Regions from separate parts of the Mus musculus genome. Here all the other regions are linked to region 1. Evidence: chromatin contacts called from public HiChIP or PLAC-seq and promoter capture Hi-C data. All regions are on one chromosome and are shown on one strand. The core of a region is the stretch at or near the end of the contact, and the rest is flanking DNA. Distances in the headings are between cores, read along the strand shown. Region 1 holds the start of Sumo3 (small ubiquitin-like modifier 3). Region 2 holds the start of Palm (paralemmin). Region 3 holds the start of Tpgs1 (tubulin polyglutamylase complex subunit 1). Region 4 holds the start of Ggt1 (gamma-glutamyltransferase 1). Region 5 holds the start of Rnf126 (ring finger protein 126). Region 6 holds the start of Gucd1 (guanylyl cyclase domain containing 1).

Region 1 (4,244 bases), core at 285-2,784:
CTTGGTAACAGATGCCCTCAGCCACAGACCCTCAGGTTTGATTCTTGTATCCTATAAACTGTTAATACAACACTTTATAATGCTTGGCATCTTAGAGCTGGTGGTACACTGTGGTCTGAACACTGCCTGCCCCGAGTCACTCACAGCTAATAGTGGAGGGAAGGTGTGCTCTGATCTCCAACAACTGCTTCAGTCAGCCTGGTTTCTGGAGTCCTGTCTCCCAGTTACACAGTCTGAGCTGGACATTCCAGAGATATGTTCAGCTAAGGATGACCATGATCTGTATTTGAGGAAAATCCATACCTTGGTCTGGTCTGGGTGTGGGATGAGTTCCAAATGCGTCCTTGTGGAAGACCTTGACAAACTTCTCGAAGAAAGGTCATGTGTACAGGGGAAAGGCTAAAAAAGGTTGGCTTCACAGACACTTGGCTTAGTAGCTTTGCAGTATTACCAGGAAGTGGGGATACTTGTCTGCTGGCCCTTCCTTGGAACAGAAACATACTTCTGTCAAACAGAGCGCCACTTCTCTGGAGGCTGCTGTGTGGTCCTGGAACACGGCCAATCAACACCTTCCTGAGACGACTGTGGGTGACTGTGTCAGCCCTGACTGGCCTGATTTGCAGGTGTTAGCAGACAGACACAGAGGGCCTGTGGGCTGCATTCTAAAAACTCACGCCAAGATACAAGGAAAGGACACTCTTGACCCCTTAGCCAGGGCTCCCGATGGATCTTCCAGCTCAAGCTTCCCTTGTTTTGCTTATCTAGTTGACTCCTTGGGCATGTTATTAAACTTCTAGGCATCTTGGTGTGCTGTGTAAAATGGGTTATTAGTGTCCACAATAGCATTCCAGAAACAGCAAATGGTAGGTCAGAAGGGAAGCTTTCTGTGCCTGTCACTCTCACCCACCCAAGCCACCTAGTGGTTACTTTGGGACTACGTAAGGAGGGAGAAAGGCAGCTAGATAGTGAGAATGAAGGGGAAGAGCTTGTCCTTCTGGAGAGCCATCTTGGGAATGGCCCTTGTGGAGGCTGGTCCACCCCATCCAGGAAATCAAATGAAAAAAGATGAAATGGGAGCATGTGCTGGCTTTCTGGGCCAACAGAAGCCATCCTCTGTGTCCTCAAAGGATGCCTTTTCTAGACATGAGCCCTCCTGTGACATTCAAATTAAAGGCCAGAGGCCTGTTCCAGGAGTGTGTGGTCCATAAACCATGCCTGGTAACCTCCTTATTCGTCTTCCGGACCACCTGAAAGGGTTAGCCTGAGTTTCTTTGCCCTCTCTTACCCAAATGCAGCCTGCATATAAGAAAAAGTCCCCAAATGTGGGTGGTGAAGAGGCTACTGGTTGGGCCAAAACGTTCCTCTGGGTCCTGACCTAGCACACAGCGCCCCCACTCCTCCCGTGCCTCCCTGCGTGGACGCGCAGTCTTGCACCCACATCCGGGGTCTCTGGGCCTAGGACCTTGAGTCGCGCGTCCCCGGGGCTCTGCGCGCACCCGGGCGCCTGACCCGCCCCGTGACGCATTCGCAACCGTCCTGAATCGCGGCTGGCCAGCGCGCACCCGCGGCGCGGGGCGCGCGCCTCGTGCACGCGCCCGACCACGTGACTCCGCGCGACCAACCAGCGCGCCGGGATTTAGGGATAAAGCGCGGCCCCGCGACAGTTGCGGCGGGAGAGCGGCGGGGCAGAGAGCGTGACTCGCCCGCTCCAGTGCCACCGGTTCCCGCTGCGCTTGCCGCCGCCGTCGCTGCGCAACCATGTCGGAAGAGAAGCCCAAGGTAAGCCCGGTACGCAAGCCGCAGCAGATTCCGCGGAACGCAGGCCGGGCCGCGCGCAAAAAGGGCCCGCGGGGCCGCGCCCGAGCCTCAGCGCCCCTCCCCCACCGACCCGCGCCCCTCCCCCACCAGCATTGCACTCCGCCCCGGGCAGCGCGCTAGCCCCACCCCCGGCTGTGCCTCCCGCCACACCAAGGCTCCGCCTCCGGGGTAGCCCCGCCCCGGGTGTAGCCCCGCCCACGGCTCGAGAACCCGGAACTTGGGTGCTGGTTCTTGGTTCGCAAGGGCCTCACTCCCTGACGCGGCCATCCTTTCGCGTGCCGTGCGCACAGTTGCACGCGTGGTGCTGCGCGTGAGGCTCAGCGGGCGCTCGTGAGAGCTGCACCGGAGTAAGAGCAAGGCTGGCCGCTCCGGGCTTCCAATGTTCGCCCGGCCGCATGCCCTTCCACTCCATCGCCGTGGTCTCGGCAGTTGGTGCGTGGGAAGGCCAGGGTTGCCCATTTCAAATTGAACAGTTTTCCCACACTCACCTGCCCTGCTGGGGGCAGTTTTATCCAACGGGAGATAAACGTTGGAGCCTGGCATTCTGTGCTCTTGACTGGCCTGGAGATGACCACTGTGTTGGCTCAGGTGAGAGACCCCAGGAGCAGGGCAAGCATCTGGACTAATGCCATGGTACCATGCTCAGCAGCCGAGCCCAGAAATATCTTGCCTGCGAGGTCCTTACCTTTAATTTCAGCTCAGCCTTGGGTCCTGCCTGCACCATCCCGGATATTGAATGAGCACCTGTTCGCCCTGTGCCAAGAGTAGACAACTTACTTTATTATATTTTGTAGCTGGTAACTACAACAAGAGTTGTAACCTTTTGGTGCGGTTAGGCAGGAAGTGAATGCCTGGTGTGTACTGGAGTGGCCATGCCTTCTGCCTCGGGTTAGTGGAGACAGAGGGTTATATGTTATATTTTGGTGACGCAGCCCAGGGGCTGTTGTCCACTAGGCAGATGCTCTACCAGTGAGTTACTTACTCTCTCCACACCCCCACAGCGGCCCCCCCCCCTTTTTTTTTAGACAAGGTTCCTTTGTGGTCCAAGCTGTCCTGGAGTTTAAGACCAGGCTGACTTCAAACTCAAAAGAGATCTTCCTGTTTCTGTCTCCTGAATGTTTCCCTGTGTAGCTCATGCTGGCCTCCACCTATACCCAGGAGCTCCCGGGTGTCAGGTGTTGGCAGTCAGTGTGCTGAGTAAGCCCTCCTTCTTCTGTATTTACTTGCTAATTAGAGAACTCCAGGCCAGAGCCCAGCCAGGCATCCTTCCGTTGGAGGGAAGCAAGCCTGAGGCCTTTCACCTCTGTCTCTGTTTTTGAACACACACATCCTTTCGGGAACCGGGTTAGAAGTCAGCATCTTGGGACCTGGAGTGATTCATGCTTCTCACTAGCGGACTTTACTTTTTCTCATATTGGATGCCACCCTTTGGAGAAGGGGGCAAGCTCTGTGGACAGTGCTGCTGTGTCACTGGTGTCCTGGGAGTGAGTGGGCAGGGGAAGGGGAAGGGATGATGCCTCAAGGTGTGCCTTCAGGTTCTTGATGGAGCCTCTCTCCTGCCGAACCATTTCTCAGACTAGAAGGAGCCATGCTCCTACCTAAAGCTGTTAGGACCCAGTGCAGGGCAGGTTGCTTTCTGCACCCTGCACCCGAGCTTCCTGACACTAGTCTACCTCTCTCTCCGGGAATAAAAATGTTGCTGAGGACACCCCTGGGAAGCAGGGTGCTTCCATGGAGCATGCTCTGTGGAACCGTGGGGGAAAAGAAGGCTGGCGTGAGGACAGGGAAAAAGCTTGATCTGCAAGTAGAGCAAGGGATCTGTTTCCTAGAAATAAATGGTTCTCGAGAGCTGGAGAGACAGCTTAGCGGTTAAGAGCACTGGCTGCTCTCCAGAGGACCAGGGTTCAATTCCCAGCACCCACATGGCAGCTCACAACTGTCTGTAACCCCAAGATCTGACACCCTCACATTGACATACATGCGGGCAAAACACCAGTACATATAAGATATTAATTAGCTAATTAATTAATGATTCCCAAGGCTGGAAAGACAGCAGTTAGGATCATGGGCCATTCTTTAAGAGGACCTGGTTCAAGTCCCAGCACCCATGTTACTGCTGACAAACATCTGTAACTCCACTCCTAGAGGCTCTGGCACCTTCTCTGGCCTCCTTGGGCACTGCCTACATGTGATTCACAGACATACATGCAGGCAAAATACTGATACACATTAAAATAATAATAATGAAGGTTAAGAAGTTGCCATGAATTCTTTCATCCACTGTGGCTAAAATAAGCATCCCACGGGCCGAACAACAAGAGGAGTTCCTTTTCGAACTGAACAATCCAAATTGGCCCAGAACAAACTTTTTGTTCAAAATGTGTTTCCAGGCAACAAGAAGCGCTGACTGTGCCTTTGCCCAGCAG
Region 2 (4,546 bases), core at 1,357-3,856, 2.2 Mb after region 1:
GAACCCTTTGAGATATTAATTAATTTATTTATTTATTTATTCACTGCCTGATTTTTGTGTTTTTGAGACACTATGTGTATATAGAGACCCAGTGAAGATCTGTCAGTGGCTTTGACAATGAGAGACGAATGGTGTGCAAGGCTCAGACATGCCCCCAGCTCACCAACCAGGACGTTGGCTCTCCATTTCCTCCGACTCTCCTGGAAGTGGCTCTCTTTTTCTTAGACAAGGACTCAGGTAGCCAGGTTGCCCCCAAACTCACTATGTAGCCAAGGATAACCTGGGACTTTTATCCTCTACTTCCCAGGTGCTGAGGTGACAGATTTGTATAGCCACATCAGCTCACTTCGGGCTTTTTTCTTTTTAAGATTTATTTATTTATTTATTTAATATATGTGGTGAGTACACTATTGCTCTCTTCAGACACACCAGAAGAGGGCATCATATCCCATTACAGATGGTTGTGAGCCACCATGTGGTTGCTGGGATTTGAACTCAGGACCTCTGGAAGAGCAGCCAGTGCTCTTAACCATTGAGCTATCTCTCCAGCCCATAACTTTAAAAATACATATCAATACATACACACATACACATTGGTCTCCCTAGGTAGCCCAGGTGGGCCTGGCACTTGTGGTCAGGGAGACTCGGCATGTGTCACCATGCCCAACTCCAGCATCCCTTACTTTTTAATACTTGATTTTGCTTGTATGCATGTTCTGTGTGCAGTGTAAGCACATGCGAGTGGGGCATGGAGAGCAGCCCCAGCTCTCCTTCCTTACCATCTATCTGATTTTCTAGGGCAGGATCTCTCCCTGGCCTCAAACTTGCCTTGTGCTATGACGGATGGCCAGGGAACCCCAGAATGCTTGTGTCTCCCCTTCCCCAGTGTTGAGCTTACCACCATGTTGAGCATGCCACCATGTGGGTAGGGATTAAACACAGACCACTGCTTGCACAGAAAACGCTTCAAATCTTCTTTTTAAAATAAATAATTCTTTAAATATTTTTTTAAAGATTTATTTATTTTACCTATGTGAGTACATTGTCACTGTCTTCAGACACACCAGAAGAGGGCGTCAGATCCCATTACAGATAGTTGTGAGCCACCATGTGGTTGCTGGGAATTGAACTCAAGACCTCTGGAAGAGCAGTTTTAACTACTGAGCCATTGCTCCAGCCCAGCACTTCAAATCTTTTTTTTTTTTTAAAGATTTATTTATTTATTATATGTAAGTACACTGTAGCTGTCCTCAGACACTCCAGAAGAGGGAGTCAGATCTTGTTTCGGATGGTTGTAAGCCACCATGTGGTTGCTGGGATTTGAACTCCTGACCTTCAGAAGAGCAGTCGGGTGCTCTTACCCACTGAGCCATCTCACCAGCCCTAAATCTTAACTCACTTGCTTAGGAGACAAAGATAGTGTCCTGAATCCCCAGAGCATACAGTAAGAACTCAGTCATTCTCTTTTGACTGAAAAGACAGTGGTCCAGGAACATGGAAGATACCAGCTGTCAGTCTGAGCATCTAATAATGCAGGCTCAGCAAAATATAGCATTCAGCCTGTCTTTGTCAGTAAAGTTTTATTGACACACAGCATAGAGCCCATCAATGTTGATAAAGTTTTATTGACACAGAACCACTTCACAGATCTCCTCCAGCTCCTCTGGTGTTCATGATAAGTGTACTGTCCTTGCAACACAAACCACCTGGCCAACAATGCTGGCAGTGTTTACTATCTGGCCTTTTATCTGAAAAGTTCGCCTGACCCTCAGTGTGTCCAGGTGAGACGACACCGTTAGCCCTCTAGCATCTGAGGAGGTGGGATGGGCAGAGAGGTGAAAAGGCTGAGAAACAGACACAGAATCACACACCACTATACCGGTGAGCCCAGATCCAAACCCAGGGAAGATAGGTGTGGTGGTGCAGGCCTGGCTAAGGCAGTGGGTACTTTCAGGACAGCCTAGTCTACATATTAGTCTACATAATTTCAAAAGAAGTCCAAGGGAAAGTGGGTGGCTTGGCAGGAAGGCAGTGGAAGATGTCCTGGGACCTCCACGTGCACACAAAGTGAGCATACAGTCTCCAAAACCAAACCAAAGGACAACGACTCTATCAGAGAAGCGAATTTTGTGACTCACTCTCCCTGCGCTGCCCCAAGGCCCAGTGAGTGTCTAAGGCCAAGGAGCTGCAGTCCAGGCAGAAAGTCACATGGTGCACTCTCTGAGGGAGACAGGCCCTATGTCTTTCTTACTGTGGCTCTCCAGTGCCCTGGGAACAAAGTCTAAGTTCACCCAATACCCCTTTGCTCAGTCTGGCAGCATCACAGGGCTGACTAAACTCCTGAGTTCAGTAAACCATATCCAGCCATTGGCCCAGGCTGGGCCTCGTGCAGGAACTGAACCCCCTCAAGAGCTGCTGCTGTGGCTCTCTCGCGGGTCGGGGGTCCGACTTGGGGCCCTAAACTATATCAGGACTCCTTTCATTCCATGGAGAACTCAGGGTGACTGGGTCCGGGATCTCTGCGACGTTTTGGGGTGCAGCTGCGCGGTGCGGAGCGTCTGCGGCCAGCAGGAGGCGCGCGCGGGCGCGAGGGATACAGGGAACGCGCAGAGGCGGCGCGCACACGAGCCCACCCGGCCGCGCCCGGACAATACCCGGCGCGCTGGGGACGATGCCCGCCCCGGTGCCGCCCCCGCGCCGCACAGCCCCGGCCGCCAGGCCCTAGAGTCGGCCCTGCCCCGCGCTGCACCGCCCACGGACCTCGCGGGAGATGGAGTGAGTACCCGGCCGCGCGCGCTCTGACGCCCCAGGCCCCCAACGGGGAACCTAGAGGCGACGCGGGGAGACCGTGCCCAGCTGCAAAAGGGAAGGATCGAGCTGGGCCGCGCACTCCAGGCCTGGTCCCCAATCAAGCTGGAGGGGGGGGCACCTGGGTTGCACCACACATCTCTTGCAGGATGCAAAGGAGAGAGGCCCACGCGCGCGCAAGACCCTTTATCCAAGCTGGGCCACCTGTGGGTGGGCGCCCCCCCCCCAAGAGGCTGCGGGACTTCGGAAGTAATGGGACCCTTACTCAAGAGGCTGGGTGCTCCCCGCTTCCCCTCCCCCAGCTTCGGCTTGCTGCTCCTGGCGCTTCTGTCGGTCCTTCCTGCGCTCTGCCCTCCTCGTGGCCTCTTCTGGGTCCGCAGCCTCTTGGCCAAACCAATTCCGACCCCTTAGATGTCCTGAGTTGCCACTGGCTGGAGAGGTAGATTTCTGTGGAGAGCTAGGCGGGCGGTTCCCTGACAGAAGCTTTAATCAGATTTCCCCCTTTCCCTCTAAGAGTATCCCCTCCCCCTTCCCAGAAAAAGCGGGGACCAGATGGTGTGACTCAAAGGAGTGGCTGACTGAGGTTGAAAATGATGGTGGAACCCAGTCCCCAAACCTAGTCTGAGTGAGCTGGGGTCTGTTTGTGTGGGTTTGCGAAGCGATGGGCAGTGGAAGATTTCATACGCACCGGGGCCCGTTCAGGCATGCAGCCCGCTCTGGGCAACGTGAGGGTGTCCCCCAAGCCCCTTACTCCCACAGGTGGGAAAGATAGGTGGTCTAGGGGTGCTTGACAAGCCTGGTGGTAGGAAAACATCTTCTAGGTCACAAATCTGCCTGCTTGGTGTCTTGGGGCATCCCACACAGGGAGCCTGTCCTTACCGAAGCCAGGGCTGGGACAGAGCAGTCTGGCCAGCCCGACTTGGCTGGTGACCGCTCCCCCTGCCCTTCCCTCTCTGGGTGTGTTTTGTGCAAGACAACTTTCCTCTTGGGATTAACCCGTGACCCGCCACACCCTCCGATGGGTGGGAGCTGTCACATCCTTCCCTGGCCAAGAAGGCTGACACCCAGCCCTGGCGTCCTTTACTTCAGAAAGCCCAGACAAAGGCCTGGCTGCTCCTCCGCCCTGCCCCGGGAGCCCAGCCAGGGGCTCAGGGGAGCCAGGGCCTGCACTTGCCTGCCCCACATCCCCTGGCTTGTTTATCTGTTCTGCTGGCCTGGCCCAAGAGAGCCTCTGACAGTGGGGGGCCAGGCCCGGGTGTGGGGTGTGGCTGTGGTCAGTGGGCAGGTGACAGAACCTCCCACCCAGAACAGCAGATGAAAGGGTTGTTTCTGGTTAGGCCCCCTATTGTTTCCTGTTCTTCTAGCCTTTTTTCCCACTGGGGATCCTAAGGCTCAGAGGGGACTAGATGATAGCCCAGAGCCACACAGCATACCCAGAGGCCCTTAGCACCTGCTGAAAGGCTCTCCCTGGGTGGCAGTCTATCTCTTACAGTAGCTGAGAATGAGAGAAAACCTCTCTTAGGTTTCCAGTTGACACCAGGTGGGGTGAATGCCATCTGGACCGACCAGGCCAGTCTTGGACACCTGACTTCCACCACAATCCTTTTCCACAAGGGCTAAACTCACTGCAACTCATTCCTTTGATGAACTTCATGGCCCAGAACATGAGATGGTTGCAAAGGCTAGCAGAAAGAGGATGCTCGTGCTGCATTTTAAAGGTCGTCTGTGTGTGTGTGTG
Region 3 (4,476 bases), core at 932-3,431, 2.1 Mb after region 1:
TGTCAGTGCTCTTACCTGCTGAGCCATCTCACCAGCCCATGACACATGTCTTAATGGTTGATTTTTTAAATACGTTAATTGAGTCTGAAGCAACAGATGTCTCAGAAATTAAAGAGTACTTACTGGTCTTACAGAGAACCTGGGTTCACTTCCCATGTGATAGCTCACAAACATCTGTAACTCCAGATTCAGGGAATGTAACCCACACTTTTGGCCTCCCAGAGCACCATGTGTGCATGGTACACATATGTACATCAACACTAAAATAACTCCTGCACATGCAAATAAGACGCCAGGTGTGTTTGCGCATGTCTTTAATCCTAGCACTCAGGAGGCAGAGACAAGAAACGCATAGCCACTTGTAACTCCAGGACCCTGGAGACTTGACATCCTCCTCTGACTTCCAAGTGTACCTGCATTTGTGGCATACACACAGATACACACACACACACACACACACAAAATAAACATTAAAAAAATAAACCTTAAGCCAGGTGGTGGTGGTGACACATACCTTTAATCTCAGAGGCAGGTGTATCTCTAAGTTCAAGGACATCCTGGTCTACAGAGCAAGTTCCAGGACAGACAGCCAGGATTACATAGAAGACTCTTGTCTCAAAAAATCAAAACAAAACAGACAAAAAACAAAACAAAACAAAACAAAACAAAACAAAACAGAACTAAGCTGGGCACGATGGCACACAAGCTATGATCTAAGTACTTGAGCTGTAGAAGAAGAAGGGTCAATGTCAGCCTAAGCTACAGAGTGAGACCGTAATTTAGAAACAAAAGCTTCCCTTTAAGTAGATTCATTCTTCCATGCTGTCTTTGAGTATGTCTGGTTGGGTGGCTGTTTTCTACCCAAGTAGAGGCTGGCTAGTTAAGTCCACTTTTAAACTGTAAGGGCCTATGTATGTTCCCTCTGTGGAGCCCACAGGCACTGGGACTGATGGCAGCCTTTCTCTTCCTACTCTTTCAGCCTCCACCGTCGTCCTATGGATTGGCAGCTTGGTGCTGGGGCTGCTTGCACTGGTCTTCCTTGCCTACCGCCTGTGGAAATGCTACCGGCCAGGTCCTCGCCCAGACACTAGCTCATGTACACACCTATGAAGCTCCATTATGCCAGACTAAAGGAGGCAGAGAGTGACCAGCTGCAGGATTTGGGGCATCAAGATGATAGTGTGGCCTCTTTCCTTGGTGGTCAGCACATCTATAAGTTTCTCCTGACTTCTGGGCTTTTCTGCCTGCTGGCCCAGAGCTAAATAAAAGCCCCGTATCTAGCCACTGGCATATTCTTTCGTACTGTGAATAGGAAGGCTTTGTACATCACCTATCCCTACAGCCAGAGTCCCTGGAGACAGTCACACATCCCAGTTTTCTTTGGTAGGTCGAGCAACAGGATACTAGGCTGGGAAATGCCTGCATTTAACAAGAGTAACTAAGGAGATATCCAGTGGCTTAGAAAAAGTACTTGGGGGGTAACCTGGGAAAACACGAAGAGCGGTATGGATGCCAGACAAGGGAATAAAAAGTATGTCAGTAGATAAAGAGCCAAAGATAACACAGAAAAGGGACATGCGAGGATACTAGAAAGCCACAGCAGTTCAGAATTGCAAAGAGAGCACCCCCCTCTGGTGGTCAGAAATGGTAACAGTCTGGGAAAGGAAGGAATCTGGTGACAACTCCGCTCAGGCACCTTAACGCTCGGAAGGAGACTAAGTGAGGCCAAAAACCCGGGAGAGCCCAGGCCGAGTCTGGGAGCAAACGCAGAAAACGGTTTGAACTCCGCTTTCAGCCCTAGATTCCTGGTGAGCTTTGCGGGGTTTATCTGGTACCCAGGGTGCCTGGTTGCTAGGAGACCATGCTTAGGAAGACTTGCCCACTACCAAGATGGCAAGGTATCGCGCTTCAAGCCAGAAACCAAGCCCTTCCTGGGGGACCATTTTGAAGTCTGGCAAGCTCACAATTCCAGACCGAAGCTAGAAGATGCAGTCATGGAGTAGCAGGAAAACGCACACAGAGAAAGCCAGGGGCACAGGGGGAAAAGGTCGCTTGCGCTTGTTACTATCGAGATTCTCAGAGAGGGGGGCCGCTGCCTCTGCCCTTAACAAAAATGGTCGTCGAGGGAAGGCGCCTCATCGCGCCGTGAATTATGGCGGCGCTTCCGGTCCCGCTGCCCCCAACAAAGATGGCGGCAGTGGAGAAACGGCGGCCGGCAGTAGCACCAGCGGCCAATTTCCCGGACAGTGGCCGGACGTCGGTGTCTCAGGCGGCGGCGGCCGCTGAGAGCGAGGAGGACTTCCTACGGCAGCTCGGCGTGACGGAGATGCTGCGCGCAGCCCTCCTAAAGGTGCTGGAGATCCGGCCCGAGGAGCCCATCGCCTTCTTGGCGCACTACTTCGAGAACATGGGTCTACGCTCGCCGACCAACGGAGGCGCCGGGGAGCCCCCGGGCCAGCTCCTCCTGCAGCAACAGCGCCTGGGCCGCGCGCTGTGGCACCTTCGCCTGGCTCACCACTCGCAGAGGTGCGGACCGATGGCGGACGGGGGTACCAGAACTACAATTCCCGACAGGCCCCGCGCGGGAGCAACTCGCCGCCGGCGCGGGGCGTTTCCGGGAGTAGTGGTCTTTCCTCTTTTCCCGGGTCTGGTCGGCTTGAGGCAGGTTTAAGGTTCTCGGCACGCCTCGCATCGATTTCGCCTGCAGTGTGCGCGGGGTGTACTGGATATTGTGGTCCGGGTAGGAAGTGCTGGGGGTTGTAATCCATCGTCCATCTATTGCATGAGCTTCCAGGTGATTACGGCCTGGAGGAGGTTGCTTTTGAACCCGAGTCCATTTTGCCCTCGCAGCCAAGGGTTTTGGGAGGTCAAGAAGCCCAGCAAGGTAGTATAAATAGTGTGGTGCTTGTCCAGGAGATGGACAGCCTGTGTACTCAGGCCCCAGGCCCCAGACAGAAGTTCCTTAGATGCACACGCAGAGCACAGGCTGGTCTAGAGCCTGACGTGAACCCTGCAGGGAGCTCCGCAGTGGGAGTAGTTCCAGTGTAGGTGACGACTAAGGACGCTTTTTCATTGCATAGTGGATGAGGGAAGCTGATCAGTAGGGCATCATCAGCCAGGGGGTGACCAAATGCCTGAGGGTCTCAGCATGGGAGTGGCTTTCCAAAGGGTGCTTGGAGGAAGACTCAGGGAGGAGAGCAGGGGAGGGGGCCGCAAGGAGGAAGACGTTGGGCAACAGTAGCTCAGGCCTTCCCTAGGGAAGTGAAAGTCCAGAGATCATACATTTCCAGCTGAGCAGACCAGACATCTCTGCACCAGAGGGAAGGGGCTCAGTATCCAAGATGGTAGCCAAGAAGGGAAGGGTGGAGCATGGCGGGCCCATGTGGCTAGAGGGGAGGGGTACAGGCACAAAGGGAGAAAACCAGCGAGAATGTAGACGGACAGTCTTCAGCTAGGACAGCATTGGGGTATGTGAGTGGGAGACTGAAGGTATCAGCAGAGAATACGCACACAAGACCACACCGTGAGGTGCCCAGGGGAGGAACAAACTGCTTACTGGGGGCATCCGGAATTCTCCCAGGGATGAAGAGCAATGAACCTAGGGATTTAAAATAGAAGTGTTTTCTGTGAGTTGAAGTCAGCCTCACCTGAGGATCTGGGGCAAGCTTTGTGATCATGTCACCAGGTCTCTGTGTCCTTCACTACCTGGTTTCTGTGCCAGTCACTGGATCCTTACCTGCCATCCTCTGGCAAGGCCTCATTTTAACCAGCTGAAAGCTGTGTGTTTACCATATTCTGAGGTTCTGTGTGGACCCAAACTTGGGGCCATTACTCACCTGTGGGAACTAAAAAGGGACCCTGGGGAAGAGAGGGAGGAAAGACCCACGTCCCGCCAGAGTTCCACCTATGCTCTGGTCAGGCAGACGTGAGAGGGCTACCAGACTCTTTCCACTCAGCCCCAGGTGGGCATCCAAGCCTCTGACGTACTCTTTGGGGGGGGGGGTGGACAAGGGGCAGCCCAACCTGGGAGCCCCGGGGCTACTTCTCTAAACAGGCCCCAGGGTTATAGGAGAGAGGGAAAGGGGAAGAGAGGTTCCCACACCGGCCGAGAGTGAGTGCAGCGGATCTTGATGAGCAGAGACTGTGGTTTTAGAGCTTTATTGTAGAAAGGCAGGGAGAAAGAGTAAGAGAGAGGAGGGAGGAGAGGGTGAGAGTGAGGGGTAAGAGAGAGGTGAGGAGGGGCCTAACAGCCCCTTTTATGGTCTTTACTGTTGCTAGGTAACTGCGGAGGAGTTTAGCCAAGGTCAGAAGCTTGGGCCATTGCCTACGTGACTTCTTAGCCATGCTTCTCTTGTGGGGCTGTGAGGGGGTGGTAACTTAGACAGGAGCCAGAGTTCCAGGAGCACGAGGGAACACCTACCATGTCATGTAGGTGAATTATGACCATTCCGGGGTTCAGACCTCAGCTCTACTGAA
Region 4 (4,614 bases), core at 1,321-3,820, 2.0 Mb before region 1:
GAGGGAAGGCTGGACACTAAGCTAGAAAGAAAGGAGCTGGCCTGGACTGGAAGTGTCACAATGCCTAGAACTTAGTCCTGTGGCAGGTAGAGGACTGCCCCCACACCCAGCTCCTCCTCTGTGACTCTCCCTGGCGGAGAAATTCCTAGAGGACCTTTTTCTTTTTTTCCAGGAAAAAAGGAAGTGTGAATTCTGGACCCAGATCCCTGGGCGAGCTTTCGTTCGCCTGCTATCCTGGTGCCTAGGTGAGTTGGCTCTTGGGCACTGTTTCTGTGACTTGGACAAGAGCCCCCATAGACTGAGCTGTCTCCTCTGGAGTGAGGATATCATTCTACCTCACGGGTTTCCCAAGTCTACTGAGCTGAAGGCTGCTGGCCCTTCTCCCAGGAGCTGTCCTGGGCAGCAGGGTTCGTTGGCAATCCCACAGTGAGGCAGAGATCTGATGCTGTCTTCTCAATCTCTGGGGATGATGTTGGGCATAGAGGGTTGACCTGGGTTCCTCATGGCAGCCTTGTCACCCTTAGCTAAACCCATGGGGGTATAAAAAAATGGGAGGCAGGGAACTAGAGAGATGGCTCAGTGGTTAAGAGCACTGATTATTCTTCCTGAGGTCCCGAGTTCAATCCCCAGCAACCACATGGTGGCTCATAACCCTCTGTATTGGGATCTGATGCCCTCTTCTGCATGCATGTAAGCAGAATACTATATACATGGGAGGCAGGGAGTATGAGAGGGAGGATGTCCTCAGACTTCAGGTCTTGGTGGGGACATATAAGGCCCCACGTGGGAACTGTTTGTGGATAAGTTATGGGCAGCAGTTATAGCTCAGTTGTTCTGAGACCTTCACTACTCGTGAGGTAACCCATCAGGCGTGGAGAGGAAGCCAAGATATGAGTGCCTGGCAAGTATGGTGGAAGGCTACATACAGAAGGGTATGGAACTGAACCAGCTCCACCATTGGTCTCTTTCACACAGTCAGAAAGCCCAAACTCAAACCAACTCAAGGCTGTTAATTCGGCCAGGTCATCTGTAATCAGGTCATCTCCAGCTTCCTGGTAATCGTGACTAGGACTCAGTCTCTGTTGTTTGTTGTTCCTTGTTTGTTTGTTTGTTTGTTTGTTTGGGATAGTCTCACATAGCCTAGGCTGGTTTCAGTTACTTAGCTGGTAATGACCTTGAACTCCTGATCTTCCTCTATCTACTTCCAAAGTAGATTTGACCTGCCACGCCCAGCCACCGAATGGTTTTGAAACCTTCTCTGGGAGGAAGGAGGCAGATAGATCCTCCGTGGAGACCATTTCCCTGAGCTTACTCTGTCAGGAATGGGTCTTCTGCCTGCAGACGGAGTTTCCCCAGAAGGAAAGGCGGCAAGAGGCTTTCCGTTCCCTGTGTTGCTCTTGGCCGAGTGTGTAGCCATAGACAAAGTAGGGTCCTGTGATGGTTTCAACCTGGCGCCCCAAGTTCAATGGCTTAAAACAGCAAGTCCCGGTTATTGGGAGCCTGAAATCTAATGTAAGCAGAGCCGTGCTCCCCACCTCTCCCCCACTGCCCCCAGGACTATGGGGCCATATCCTTCCTTGCCTCCCCTCCTTCTGAGCTTCCTGGCAATCCTTGAGGCTGTTTGGCTTGTACTTGTGTCGCGCTGACCTCAGCTTCCTACTCCACATGGCTGTCTTCCCTGTGCGACTACCCAACCGGCCATCTTGTAAGACCACTAATTACTGTATTTAGGGCCTACCCTAATCCAGTATGATCTCATCCGAACTAATTACCTTGTGAAGACTCTGTTTCTAAATAAGGTCACACTCTGAGCTCTCCCTAGTGGGCATGAACTTGGTGGAAGGGGGAAAAAAAAACAAGACACCACAGAAGCCTCTGAAACCCTCGGTTTCCTTGTCTGTAAAATGGCGATGGCATTATAGGATTAGAGACTGGCATAGCATAGTGTTGCATAAGTGCGCCTTTATTCTTTAACGTGATTAATCTTCTGTGACATTTTTCTTCTCCTATCAGTGCTGATATTTGAGTCCAGGATCTTTGGCATGCTTGGCGATCGTTCTACCTTTGGGCCACACCTAGCCCCTCTTTCTTACTTTACAGTGAGCCTAACCATTCACTCCTCAGCATCGATCCATTCAGGACTGGGCACTGTGCATGCAGCCTAGACTTCCTCAGAATTGGGAGCCAAGAAAGATTTTGGGAGGTGTCATAAGTTAGCGGAGTCTGAAGGAAGACGACTTTAGCCTGTAAAATGTCCTGGCAGGAGCATTGAGGGCAGAGAAAGGGCAGGGGCAGGCACCAGCAAGGCAAGAATTTCTCTGCAGGGCAAATGGGGGCCTTTGAAGGGTTTTCCAGCGGGAGAGGAAAATGTTCCATTAAGGTAACAGCAGCCTTGCAAACCACTGGTGAGCAAGCGTCACCAGGTGATAGGAGTGGTGGGGGAGGGTACTAGGTGTGGCTTGGAGGAGGTCACAGATAACACCAATTGGAAGGGACCAGTGAAGAGGCAGGGGGTGGCTTCTGAAGGGCTGGACTCTGGCTTCTGTGGCTGGTAGAGGTTTGTGGAAGGTAGTTGCTTAGCTCAGGTTAGGACTTGTTGACCTTGGGCATCTGACACAGCGGGTGGCTCAGACTTGGACTCTATGTGCAATGTGATATAGCTCAGCATGGAAGATGTAAAGAGGAAGGGAGCTCTGGGTAAGCTGAGGACGGAGTGTAGGGAAATTGTTGGGCGGTTTAGGTACCAATTAAGTCGCAGGGAGGTTGTGGGTGGACAGGTGTGCTTGCTTGCCTTGTGGTCCAGGAGGCTGTGAGACACAAGTGAGTTAGTTGGCTTTCCTGCAGACTGTGGCATGTGATGGTAGGGGCGGGAGTGAGGAGACCAGGACATGGGTAAGACAGGGCTTCCCTCCCAGCCCCCCCTAGAGATGCCAGACAGCACAGATAATTACCAGGTGATACAATAAATGCCACCTGAGAAGGGGGGCGGGCAGGAAGGGGGGCAGAAGTGACTGCAGAGCTGGGAGTCAGAGCCAGGCTAACACTGAGGCTTTGAAGAGCTCTGGAGCCTTCTGAAGTCTGTCTGTTTCATCCAGTCCTCAAGCTCCCTTGATCCTCTCTGGAGAGGAAACCAAGGCCAGAAAGGGAAGGTTTCCCAGGTCCCCAGCTCTCAGGGAGGTCAGGCATGAAACCGGGAGCTATGGGGTGCACATTTCTGTTATTCTGCTGATGAATTCTGGAGTTGGACTTCACTCACCAGATGCTGAATGCTCCCAGGAATTAACAAGCTGACCATCCCGGAGGCCCACGCGCTTGGCTAAGTACAGGCTCCACTCACACCAAAGGCGAGTACTGGGATGGGGTGAACGGGCAGCACCAAAAAGCCAGGCTTGCGGGGGGGGGGGGCAGAAGGCAGAAAATCTGACCTTGCTGTGGTGTGGTCATTCAGAGAGTACTTCCTCAACACCGTTGGGTAACAGTGGCCCATTTACGGATTCTTCTGTCTGGTCATTGTGGTCTATGTGTGGTCAGGCACTCTATGCAGGTAGTCACAGGGCATGGGTGTCCCCTGCATCTGTGATCTGTGGCCTGGGATGATTAGAAGGGTCTGAGACCAGACCCATCCAAAATGAGCCGAAGGAGTCACAAGCTGGGGCTCGACGCTAGGGGAGAACTTGCCAGCTGCTTTTAGAGATGAAGAACTCCCCCCAAGGGTGGACTTTTCTAGGGTGTTGGAAAATCAGAGGGAAGGTTGAGAATCTGTGATCCTCACGTTCATTAAGCTGTTGTGACTTTGGATTTGAAGTCAGTTTCATCCCACCAGTTTACCAGGGGAGTCTCAGGGTTGCTGGCTTTCAGGGTGGGGAGGGAGATCCTGTCCCAAGAGAACCGGAGTGTGGGGAGGGAAGGACCCACCCATCTCAATTACTTGAACTGACTTCTGAGGTTTAGACTATCGACCTCAGCTGTGAACCTTACCCACTGGGGGTTCAAGCCCTGCCCAGAGCTTCCTGACATTCAGGTAAGTCAGTACTACCATGGGGTGTGGTTGGACTGTACGAAGAGAGTTTCAGGAAGTGGTTGGCTGAACCCCTCCCCAACCCACTAAGCTGCAACCCTCCAGCATTTGGTTTCCGGTACTGACAGCTCAAGTCTGGCTTTACTAGGACCGGGTTTTCTAAGATGGAGTGCGGGAAGATAAGCCCTTTGAAACAGGAAGTGCCTTGGGGACCACTGTGAACCCACTTCTCTGCAGGGGAGCTGGAGTAATTCCCCAAGCCACCCCCTAAATGTGTTCCTAAGTCTCCTGCCTGGCCAAGGTCCCCCCAGGGCATGAACTCCTAAAAGAGGAGTGACCTTAAGATGAAAGGAGCAGGTGGTGTAGCCCCGCCCTAGGCCACACTGTCCAGCAAAAGCTCTTGCAGAAATTAAACACACAGAGAGCCCCCGCTGGGCCAGTGTCCACACCAACACCCCTTCTCACAGCTGCCCTCTGCCCAGTTCCCCAGAGCAAACCAAGGAGCAAAGAGACACCCGCAAGGGTCTTAATGAGCAAGCCGGGGTTAATGGGTTACCCAGCATGGTGATATATTCACCAGCCTCACAGGGTTCTCA
Region 5 (4,718 bases), core at 2,115-4,614, 2.2 Mb after region 1:
GCAGCCCAGGGACATGTTTGGGGTCAGCTTGTATCCATTGCCAAATGTCTCTATCAGGTTGCTACCTGTTCTCACCCCTTACAGCAGCTAATGCCAAGGGTCACCATGCCCTGCCTGACTCTGGTTACTCTGTTCCTGAGAGCAGCTGTCTCCATGGTCCCAGTGACATCCTGCCCAGACAAGACCCCCAATCCCAGCCCCTACAGTCTCAGACCTGACTGTAGGATATCACAGGACATAGGGTCCCCTACACTCAGATGACCTTTGTAACACATACTGAAGGACTATTCTGAGTGCTTACAGGACGGGTGGGGGGCTGAGTGGGCTGGAGAGGGCCTCTGGCCACAGCGTTACTGTCTGCAGACCTCTGCTCTGCCCTACTCTACTCTGTACAGGATCAGTAGCTTCTGGAACTGATGGGTTGTGAGACACAGGGAGCCAAAGACCCAGCTCCCTGCCCAAGGCTCCTAGTGTAAAATCGTCATCCTTGGTCATGTTTGTGTGACATATCTCCAGAAGCCAGCCACTACCCGTCTCGCCAGCCTATGTATCACTTTGCTCGGCACATGGCCTTGCCCTCTGAACACCTCCACTATGCCGGGGACCCTGTCTGTGGAGTGTCTCTGCCCAGGACCCAGGCCAGGACCTCTCATGCTTGATCCCATGCCAGGCACTGTGCTCACACAAGCAGCAGGCATCGGCTTCCCTTATCTGCTTCCCTGGACCCATGAGCAGGTAAAACAAGGAGGCAGGCTGCAGGTGCCTGCCCATGGACACCCCGAGTCCACACCTGTACATCACATGGCCTCCACCAACACACCCAGCAGACGATCAAGTCTAGGCTCGCATTGCCCACACCTCTCGCCAACTCATCTGTTTCCTGCTGACACGTTCCCAGACAAGCCATCTTCCCAACACCCTGAAGCTCTGAAGCTCTGCCACTGCTGCAGCCATAGCCGCACAGGCACAAGCTACCTATTAGAACAGCTGTTCTCAACCTGTGGACCACAACCTCTCTGGGGTTGAAGGATTTTTTCACAGGGGTTCCGTATCAGATAATCTGCTAGTAAGATATATTTACATTACAATTTATAACAGTATCGTAATTATAGATACGACGTAGCAACAAAATAATTGTATAGTTGGGGTCACCACATGAGGAACTGTATTAAAGTGTCCCAGCACTAGGAAAGTTGTGAGCCACTGCATTAGAACCCTGCTCACTTGTCTGGGGAGAGCAGCACAATGGGCAGCTGATACACCAAGGTTGTGCTCGGGCTACAGCTGACAATCGACCCTGTGCTGAGACCCATCTGACCTTAGAGCAAAGCAGCAAGAGGTAGCACAGGGCCTGCGAAGATGCCACCACTGGAACTGGGTGTCTCTGGCGGTTAACTCAGGTGTCTGAGAGGCAGCTGAAACTAACACCGCATAGGACGGCCTATTCTGGAGTGTGGGCCATGGCAAGTCTCACTGAACCCACAGACCTGCCCCTGCTCCCTGTCCCACACTAGCTGCTCATACAAAAACCACCCATGCCGGTCAGGTGGTGGCGGAACACGCCTTTAATCTCAGTACTTGAGAGGCAGAGGCAAGCAGATCTCTGTGAATTCAAGGCCAGCCTGGTCTACAGAGTGAGTCCCAGGACAGCCAGAGCTGTTACACAGAGAAACCCTGTCTGGAGAAACAAAACAAAACATCCCCCATGCTCTGTTTAAACACTTGTCACTCCCTGACTGGCTGGCCTATACAAACCCTGTAAGAACAAAGACCATGCTGGGTCACTGGGGCTTACAGGTAGGCTCGTGCCAGGCACAGTGGCAGTTGAGAGGTCAGGGTCCTCCTTATTCAAGGGCACTGAGCCAGAACCTGGTGCTGCTCTGGTCCCAGTAAGGAAACCTGACAGCTAGGTGTACACCTGGGTCTGGCCATCTCCTTACAGAAAACAGTTCCCAGAGCTCACAATGGTGCCAAGGGGCAGCATAGTCCCCAGTCCAGGGGCGTCAAGGCAGATCTGGGGAGGCAAGGCTGAGGCACAGGAAACACAAGTAGAAATAACAATCAATTCCTATGTTCCAGGTTCACCTGGCACCCCACATACCACTCTCTCCAAGCTGCCCCCCTTCCTAGACAGGGTTCCTGTCTGTCCTGGAACTAACAGTTGGCCTCAAACTCAGACATCGGCCTGCCTCTGCCTCCCAAGTGCTGAAATAAAAGGTGTATGCCACCACCTGAATTCTTGGAGTTAATCGCCCTGAAGAATGTCATGGTGTCACCATCCAGAGGGAGAGTGCAGAGACCAGAAGGAACTACAGCACCTCTTACCACCCACCCCGTCGTCACCCTGACAGACTCTGGCTAATTACTCCACCACCTTCTCCGCAATGGTAGATTGGCTTACACCAAACTAGCTACTACTTCTTCAAGGACCCACCCAGGCTTCCACCTCGAAGGGCAGGAGCAGGCTCCACGCTTGGCCTGGAAAGGCCACGGTAGGTTGCAAGTACTGAGCGATCACCTTTCCAGGAGCGAGCCTCAAACCTGGGTATGAAACAAGGGATGCCTGGAAGGTGGGAGGTTCTGTCCTGGGAGAGGAGGCCTGGGGATACCAGCCTAGTCAAAGTCACTCTCAAGAAACTTGCAGGATCCCTGGCATGCACCTGGACAAAACCACCTTGAACCGGAAAAGATGCAGGACACCCAAGCAGGGTCCTCAGGATAGATATGTCCAAAGCTACGAGGAAGAAGCAGGAGGCCAGGGGACAACCAGGTGGGGACCGGGGGATGCAACTGGTCAAAGCCACACTGAAGCCTTAGCACAAGGCCTGTAACAGGCAAGGAGGTGCAGGTACGACCTTCCCAGACCCTCCAGCTCCGCCGTCGGATTCGCAGCTCCTCTGGGCGCAGCAGCGAGGCCCGGGGCGGCGCTCGAGGCCGCGCCGCGCGCCCCCGCGTCCTGGCCACGCGCTCGGCGGCCGTCCCCAGCGCGGAGCTCAGCTTCCGAGCCCCACCGGGTCCGACCAAGCCTGCGTCCCTCGGGCGACCCCGCCGCCGCCCTAGGTTCTTGGACCTGCCCGCCACGCTGCTCGCACCCCGCCGGGTCTCAATTTCCCCTCTAGCCAGCTTCGCGCGCACAGCTCCACGGCCCTCCCGCCCAGGTCTCACCGGCAGGCGCGGCACGATCTCTACCGAGCAGCAGTGGCAGAAGTACCGTCCGGGCTGCGGCGACGCCTCGGCCATGGCCACCGCCGCCTCCGCGCCGCCCGCCCCCCGCGCGGCGCCTGCCGCCGGCCGTTTGCTGCTCCCTCGCCGGCCGACGCGCCCGCGCACGCTCACGCATGGCACGCACGGCACGCACGGCAGGCGTGGGGCTCGCGGAGAAACGCGGGCAACGCGCTGCGGGGGGCTGACTCGTGGAGAACGGTGGCCGCACTAGGACAAAATAAGTATTTCCGGAAGCCAGAGACCTGGGTCCAGTGTGTGGGGCGGAGCCTGGGGGCGAAGCGGCGGAGCCTAGTCTCCTTAGTAACCGGGACGGAGGTGAGGGTCAAGACTGCAGAGCATCTTGGGGGCGTGGCCTATCTGGTGTGGGCGGAGTCTAGAGGGCTTGGCACTTGGGGGTGGAAGGGCGGAGTCACGCTTGAAGAGTGCGGAAGTCCAGGGACAGCGCGAAGGCGGGTCGCCTTGGCGATGACTTTAGGAGGTGAAGTCAGACATGGAAGCAGAAGAAGTCAGAGATGGGGGGCCAGCGAGCGGCGGGGCTACGTGGGGGAGAAGACTTTTTGGCAACCTGCGTGGGACAGGGCCTCGGGGAAGCCTCCGCGACCAAAGGGCGGGGCCTTCGTGGGGGCCCGGGATGTCTCTTTGGCAACCTGGGGTAGGTTATAACCTGTAGGCAACTGGAAAGCTTTAGGGTCCGCAGGCTGAGCCTGCGCAGGGCGGGGCCGGGTTTCCATGGTGACGAGACAGCGACGGGACCAATCCTGGAATCCGCCTAGGAATTTGGCGTGAGCCTGGAGGCGGAGCTCCAAGCTTGCGGGGGCCGTCTCCTTGGCAACGAGGATGGGCAAGCCTGAAGGCGGGTGACTATCTCCAGAGCGGGGATGTAGTCGACAGGGCTGAGTTTCTCCGGCATACGGGATTGGATGTAGAGGCCTCGGAAAGCCAAGTACAGTCGCGAAGTTGGAGTCCTTGAGGGGCGGGACTTGGTTGCCTTGCCAATGGCTTAAGTTGTTAGGGCTATCCCTAAAAAAAAAAAAAAAAAAAAAGTGAGGGACGGGGCCTAAGAGACTCCTCCTCTTCTTCGAACCATCAAGCCCTCATTTCCCAGCTTCCTTCCCCTCATTTAGCCTTCCAGACAAGCTTGCCTGTGGATATTTGCTTGCACTGCACTGCCTGTGCCTCCAAGTGCTTGGTCCCCCAAACTCCGGAGTCTCGGCTGCAATGTTGCCTTTTCACGCGGTCTCTACAGCCCTCCTACATACACTTATGTACACCTGATAATCTGTAAAAACAGTGCCGGGCAGAAGGGAGTATCATGTCTGGACGATACACATCAGGTGTTCCACAAACACCCGAGATAAGGATGAAGAAGGGATGCATTCTCTGGTAGAAGGAGGATCCTCTAGCCCGCAGGCACCCCGTGTGACTCTTCAGGAGTGAATGAAGCCTGCGTCGTCTTCTAGGCTAGGCCCAGAATGTTTCTGAGGTTAGTTCCT
Region 6 (4,276 bases), core at 440-2,939, 2.1 Mb before region 1:
TGAAATATCTGCTTGTCACTACAAGTGCCCATCAGTTCTAGGCCTCCAGATCACAACCCTCTGTTGGAGGCTGCCTCCTTACTCTGTGGCCTGAGCTCTGCTTCTAATTAGTTGAACTATGCCCTCTAAACTGTGGTATAGGACAGTTGCTCCTCAGGGTCCTAAGAGACTCCGGTGTCTCTCCTCTTTCACTGAACCTTAGAAGCCCTACATCCTGAGGCCTCACAAGGCAAACATCCCTGCTTAACTATCCTGATCTTGCTTAGCACAGGGAAGATGCTTTCTGGGGCGAGGTGATAAGGGTAGAAGCAGCCTTGGTGTTTGTCCTGATAACAGCTTTGGCATTCAGAGCCCAAAACTGCTTTGGATATTGATGCCTTAAGCCAAGACAGTCCTCTACCTGAAACCTAGGGTCTGCTTTGGAGAAAGCCCTGACCTAGCTTCAGCTGTCTGGTTGCCACAAGAGAAAGCAGACAGACAGCTCTTCCTGGTTCTTTAACCCTCTCAGCCTGTCTGCTCACCTCAAAAGGTACTGAAAGCAGCGGTCACCTACTTCACTGGGATTTATGAAGATTAATTCTATGCTATCTATAAACACCTTAACACTGCATCTACCTCTTAGTCACCCTACACAAGTGAGCCATTATCTGCTGAGGCTAAGATAGGGGCAATGATCTAGTCAAAGTTCACAGCGGTGGCTAACTGGAGAAGTAAATATGTAATCCCAGTACAGGTCCAAGCTCAGCTCCTCCAGGTTACAACCAGAAGGAACCACTCCCTGAACGTGATGCCAACTGACACTAAAGGGTTTGGGTCCCATAACCTTTGACCCCTCCCCTGAGATGGCACCTCAACTGTTTACAGTTTATTAATATCAACTCTTGTGTGTTAAGCTCCACCATAACTTCCCGCTGTCCCCACTTCGTGAGTAAGCAAAGGGGCTCGGGTTTCCTCAGGGCAGAGGGAACCAGTAAGCGAGTAACCAAAACAGTACCAAGACAAAAAGCGCTGAGAAAAAGATGTTCCCTTTGCTGGGTGCTCCCAGGCCATTCTTTTCCCCCTCTTTCCCGCCCCTTTGCTGAGAGCTCTCAAGCCATTCTTTCCCCCTCTTTCTCGGCCTCAGGCTTTCCACAGTTCCCCGGGGAATAGGATCACCCAACGTGCTTCAAGCAGGGCTATTCGATTCTGGACAAGGTTGTGCCTTTTTGCCCCTTGGACTTTTCCACTTGACGGCTCTCAGCACTCCCTGGGCTTCAAGCCCCAGGAGACTCAGGAACGACCCTAAGTGGAGGACAGGAGATGAGAAGGAATATCCACCTAGCTAGGACCCACTAGAAGCTCCAGGCTGGGCTGAGGCCGCAGACGACCCAAGGTCGCGCGCGGCCAGACCCTGCCCGGCTCTAGGGCGGAGTCCCCCTCCGTTCCCCCGGTTGAAGGCAAGGCCCTGAAGAGAGGCACTGACCGGGCTCGAGCGGCTGCCCCGCTGCCTCTGCCTCCGTCCTCATGACCCGGATGGCGCAGGGCGCCCATGGCCCCGGCCTGGAGCTGATTGCAGCGGCGACTTCTGCTGGGCAGCGAGCGCGGCCAGTGAGCGCAGAGTTCCTCCTCCTCCGCCTCCGCCGCCGCCGCCGCCACCGCGGTTCAGAGCCGGGTAGGCGGTGGCTAGGCCGCCTCAAGCCACGCCTAATCCCTTCCAGGTCTGGGCGCTGGAAACCCGCCCCTTCCATAAGCCACGCCTCTTCCCTTCCACCCCCACTTCTCCTTCCAGAACCCGCTACCCGTAGGTCCTTCCCTGAAACGCTCCGGGGGCCCCTCCCCCTCCCCGAGCCCCGCCCCTCCCCGAGCCCCGCCCCCAAAGCCCTTCCCCTAGCGACGTGGGCTCCCCACGCTCTCCCTCCGCTAGGTCTGTTCTTCTGCAGCCTCAGATGGAAGCTCTGGTTCTCCGCAGTGCCTTATCGAGACTCCAGGGAACACTTTCCCGACTCCTTTTAGGTCTTCTTACCCAGACAAGGAATAATGAGAGTTCCCAGGGCTCAGTGCGTCCCTTACCTGCCGGTGGCCGGATCCAAAGCTTAAATCTCTAGTCCAAGCCTCACTTCCTGTCTCCCCAGAGCACTGGGCTCAAGCCCAGATCCCGCCCAATCCGCCACTACAGTACTCAGGGTTACCATGTTCCCTTGTTGGGCTCCAGGATTGGTGTTTCCGGCGGTCCCCCGGGCCCTCTCCGGTGCCGGAACTATTGTGCTAGAGCCCTGGTTTCCCCAGCCGGCTAAGTGAGAGTGAAGGGCAAGTAGGCTTAAAGGAAAGGGAGGGGCCTGCGCAAGGCATTCTGGGAGCGCGTGGTATTCGTGAGAGTCGGGCCGGTCGTTCTCTCGCCTTCGCCTTCTAACGTTTGTGCCAGAACCGGAAAAAAAATAAAGCCTGCAGTTAATTGGTGAGGAGAGGCGGCTAACGGGAGAGAGGAGGCCAGGGCTTCCCCAGGGGGTTTAGGAGCTGGAAGGGCCGCTGCGGAGGAGCTCAGCGGGGCTTGCTTAGCGGAGGGCGGGAAGCCAGGGCCTATCCAAAGCTCATCTCCCGAACCCTTGAACAGTTATTAATTTACGCCTAGTCTGCACGTTCGGTGCCTTCTCAGGTCACCGATTTCCGAAGCTTACGGGCAGTCATTTCTTGCTAATTACCTCCTTTCCTTTTGGATCATCATTTACAACGTCCCTTTCATCCCTGCCTCCACTCCCATTCCTGCAGTGGCCCTCTTTTCCACGCTGCTGCAGAAGTTTAATCAAGTTGCCGTGCTATATGTTCGATCCACTTTGTAGATGCTACTCTTTTTTTTTTGAACCTTTGGCTATCATCCTGCAGTGTTTCCCTACCATTTTCAGCATGGAAACCCACACTCCTAAAGTTGAAAGCCGTGGTTCCTCACCGAGAGAGAGAGACTGTGTTTAGCATCCTTACAGTCTTCTCATGCAAATAAATGGTGTGCTCCGGTTTTGAGTCGTTTCCAATCTCAGCATTTTAAAAGCCCTGTGCATAGTCTTTGTCTTGTAGTGAGACTTAAAGTCGAGCGTTTACCCTATTTCTCTGCTTGATGAACATTTCCTATTTATAGCACCGTAGCCTTGACAGTTTTGGTCTGCTTTTTGGTGGGGATTCAAAACGCTGGATTGAAAAGCGCAAGCTCTTTTTCCTAGCTTCCTTGGGGCTCAGGTCTATATGTACTATTAGGTTCTGTAGCCTTTATCCAAATGTGGTGGCTGACTACTTGGGATATTTCTGGTGTGACTGAAAGACTGAGTTTGCTTTTATTTGCATTTTATTTAACTCCATGTAAACAGTGATTTGTTTACACTCCGGGTCTATATCATAGCCCTTTTAGTGACTATAAAGGGTCATATGGCTGGGATGAGAATGGGGGTAGTACTCTTTGTTCCCATTACTTTTCATTGTCCAGCTTACCATCCTTCCCTACCCTACGTGTTGCGCTAATTTGCTGTGGTGGTTCCTTGAGGCCAAGAGCCACACTCCTTCCACAGGAAACGCAGCTCTTGACATCATTTACAAAGCCCATGGCGTGCCAGTCCTTAAGCTCTGAAAGATGACCATCGTCTCTCTTTCCCTGTAGCCCGGGAAGAGTCCTGCCAAGATGTCTATTGGTGTGCCGATTAAAGTCTTGCACGAGGCTGAAGGCCACATAGTGACGTGTGAGACCAACACCGGGGAAGTATACCGAGGGAAGCTCATTGAAGCAGAGGACAACATGAACTGTCAGGTATCCTGCTTGGCACCAGGGCTGGGAAAGGGCTGTGGCTTCTATCCTGTGGGTAGAGCGGTGTACTTGGAGGTCTTAATGAAGTTATTCTCATCAAACAGTTATTAACTAAGTACTTATTACCTGTCAAGCACTCTTACAGGCTCTAAGATTTTATGTCAGTATAGACTTAGCCTTGAGGCAGAAAAGTCATTTGACAGCCTGTGGTTGTACGTGTGTATCCGAGCACTTGAGAGGCTGAGGTAGATTCTCGAGTTCAAGGCCAGTCTGGGCTTTATAGCAAGACCACACTGCTTTTGGTAGGGAGTCAGAATGCTGAATTGAAAGCACAATCTCTTTTCCTAGATTTCTCTGGGGTTAGGTCTATATTTACTGTCAGGTAGCCTTTAGCCAAATACAGTTGCTAAGTACTTGTCTATAAAACAACCAGTTAAGTTTCACTTTTCTGTCTCAGAGTCGGTCAGGTTCAGAGCCAGTGTCTGCTTCCCAGCACAGTGTATAATTTGC

Evidence for each region. Promoter capture Hi-C pulls out the DNA fragments that hold promoters and counts their contacts. HiChIP or PLAC-seq counts read pairs in DNA pulled down with a chosen protein or histone mark.
Region 2: a promoter capture Hi-C map of hippocampal neurons shows a contact between it and region 1, with 3 times the contacts expected there. The contact joins the promoter of Palm here to the promoter of Sumo3 in region 1. A contact is called at or near these places in 6 of 39 promoter capture datasets (the HPC-7 cell line, cranial neural crest, frontonasal cranial neural crest and 3 more) and 1 of 115 datasets of contacts at active chromatin or transcription factors (large pre-B cells).
Region 3: a contact with region 1 is called in a promoter capture Hi-C map of the HPC-7 cell line. The contact joins the promoter of Tpgs1 here to the promoter of Sumo3 in region 1. A contact is called at or near these places in 8 of 39 promoter capture datasets (the C10 cell line, the HPC-7 cell line, HPC-7-derived erythroid cells and 6 more) and 1 of 115 datasets of contacts at active chromatin or transcription factors (astrocytes).
Region 4: a promoter capture Hi-C map of liver shows a contact between it and region 1, with 4 times the contacts expected there. The contact joins the promoter of Ggt1 here to the promoter of Sumo3 in region 1.
Region 5: a promoter capture Hi-C map of pre-B cells shows a contact between it and region 1, with 3 times the contacts expected there. The contact joins the promoter of Rnf126 here to the promoter of Sumo3 in region 1. A contact is called at or near these places in 5 of 39 promoter capture datasets (the C10 cell line, cranial neural crest, liver and 1 more) and 1 of 9 other capture datasets (liver).
Region 6: an H3K27ac HiChIP or PLAC-seq map of bone marrow-derived dendritic cells shows a contact between it and region 1, with 7 times the contacts expected there. The contact joins the promoter of Gucd1 here to the promoter of Sumo3 in region 1. A contact is called at or near these places in 5 of 39 promoter capture datasets (the C10 cell line, embryonic stem cells, liver and 1 more), 1 of 484 Hi-C or Micro-C datasets (B cells), 2 of 115 datasets of contacts at active chromatin or transcription factors (astrocytes and bone marrow-derived dendritic cells) and 2 of 9 other capture datasets (adipose tissue and liver).

What each region holds. Positions count from the first base shown.
Region 1 is chr10:77,604,563-77,608,806 of GRCm38.p6, forward strand. It overlaps Sumo3 (small ubiquitin-like modifier 3), which reads left to right and starts at 1,535. Exons shown (of 4, transcript NM_019929.4): 1 at 1,535-1,779. The coding sequence starts at 1,759.
Region 2 is chr10:79,790,966-79,795,511 of GRCm38.p6, forward strand. It overlaps Palm (paralemmin), which reads left to right and starts at 2,607. Exons shown (of 9, transcript NM_023128.4): 1 at 2,607-2,775. The coding sequence starts at 2,771. It also overlaps a transcript of Prss57 not described here.
Region 3 is chr10:79,667,258-79,671,733 of GRCm38.p6, forward strand. Tpgs1 (tubulin polyglutamylase complex subunit 1) reads left to right here and starts at 2,182. Exons shown (of 2, transcript NM_148934.3): 1 at 2,182-2,526. The coding sequence starts at 2,189. Madcam1 (mucosal vascular addressin cell adhesion molecule 1) reads left to right here. Exons shown (of 5, transcript NM_013591.3): 5 at 980-1,285. The coding sequence ends at 1,110.
Region 4 is chr10:75,561,562-75,566,175 of GRCm38.p6, forward strand. It overlaps Ggt1 (gamma-glutamyltransferase 1), which reads left to right and starts at 2,571. Exons shown (of 15, transcript NM_001379537.1): 1 at 2,571-2,697; 2 at 3,260-3,344.
Region 5 is chr10:79,763,588-79,768,305 of GRCm38.p6, forward strand. Rnf126 (ring finger protein 126) reads right to left here and starts at 3,365. Exons shown (of 9, transcript NM_144528.3): 1 at 3,166-3,365. The coding sequence starts at 3,240.
Region 6 is chr10:75,515,692-75,519,967 of GRCm38.p6, forward strand. It overlaps Gucd1 (guanylyl cyclase domain containing 1), which reads right to left and starts at 1,690. Exons shown (of 6, transcript NM_175133.2): 1 at 1,463-1,690. The coding sequence starts at 1,505. It overlaps Snrpd3 (small nuclear ribonucleoprotein D3), which reads left to right and starts at 2,351. Exons shown (of 4, transcript NM_026095.4): 1 at 2,351-2,434; 2 at 3,623-3,769. The coding sequence starts at 3,644.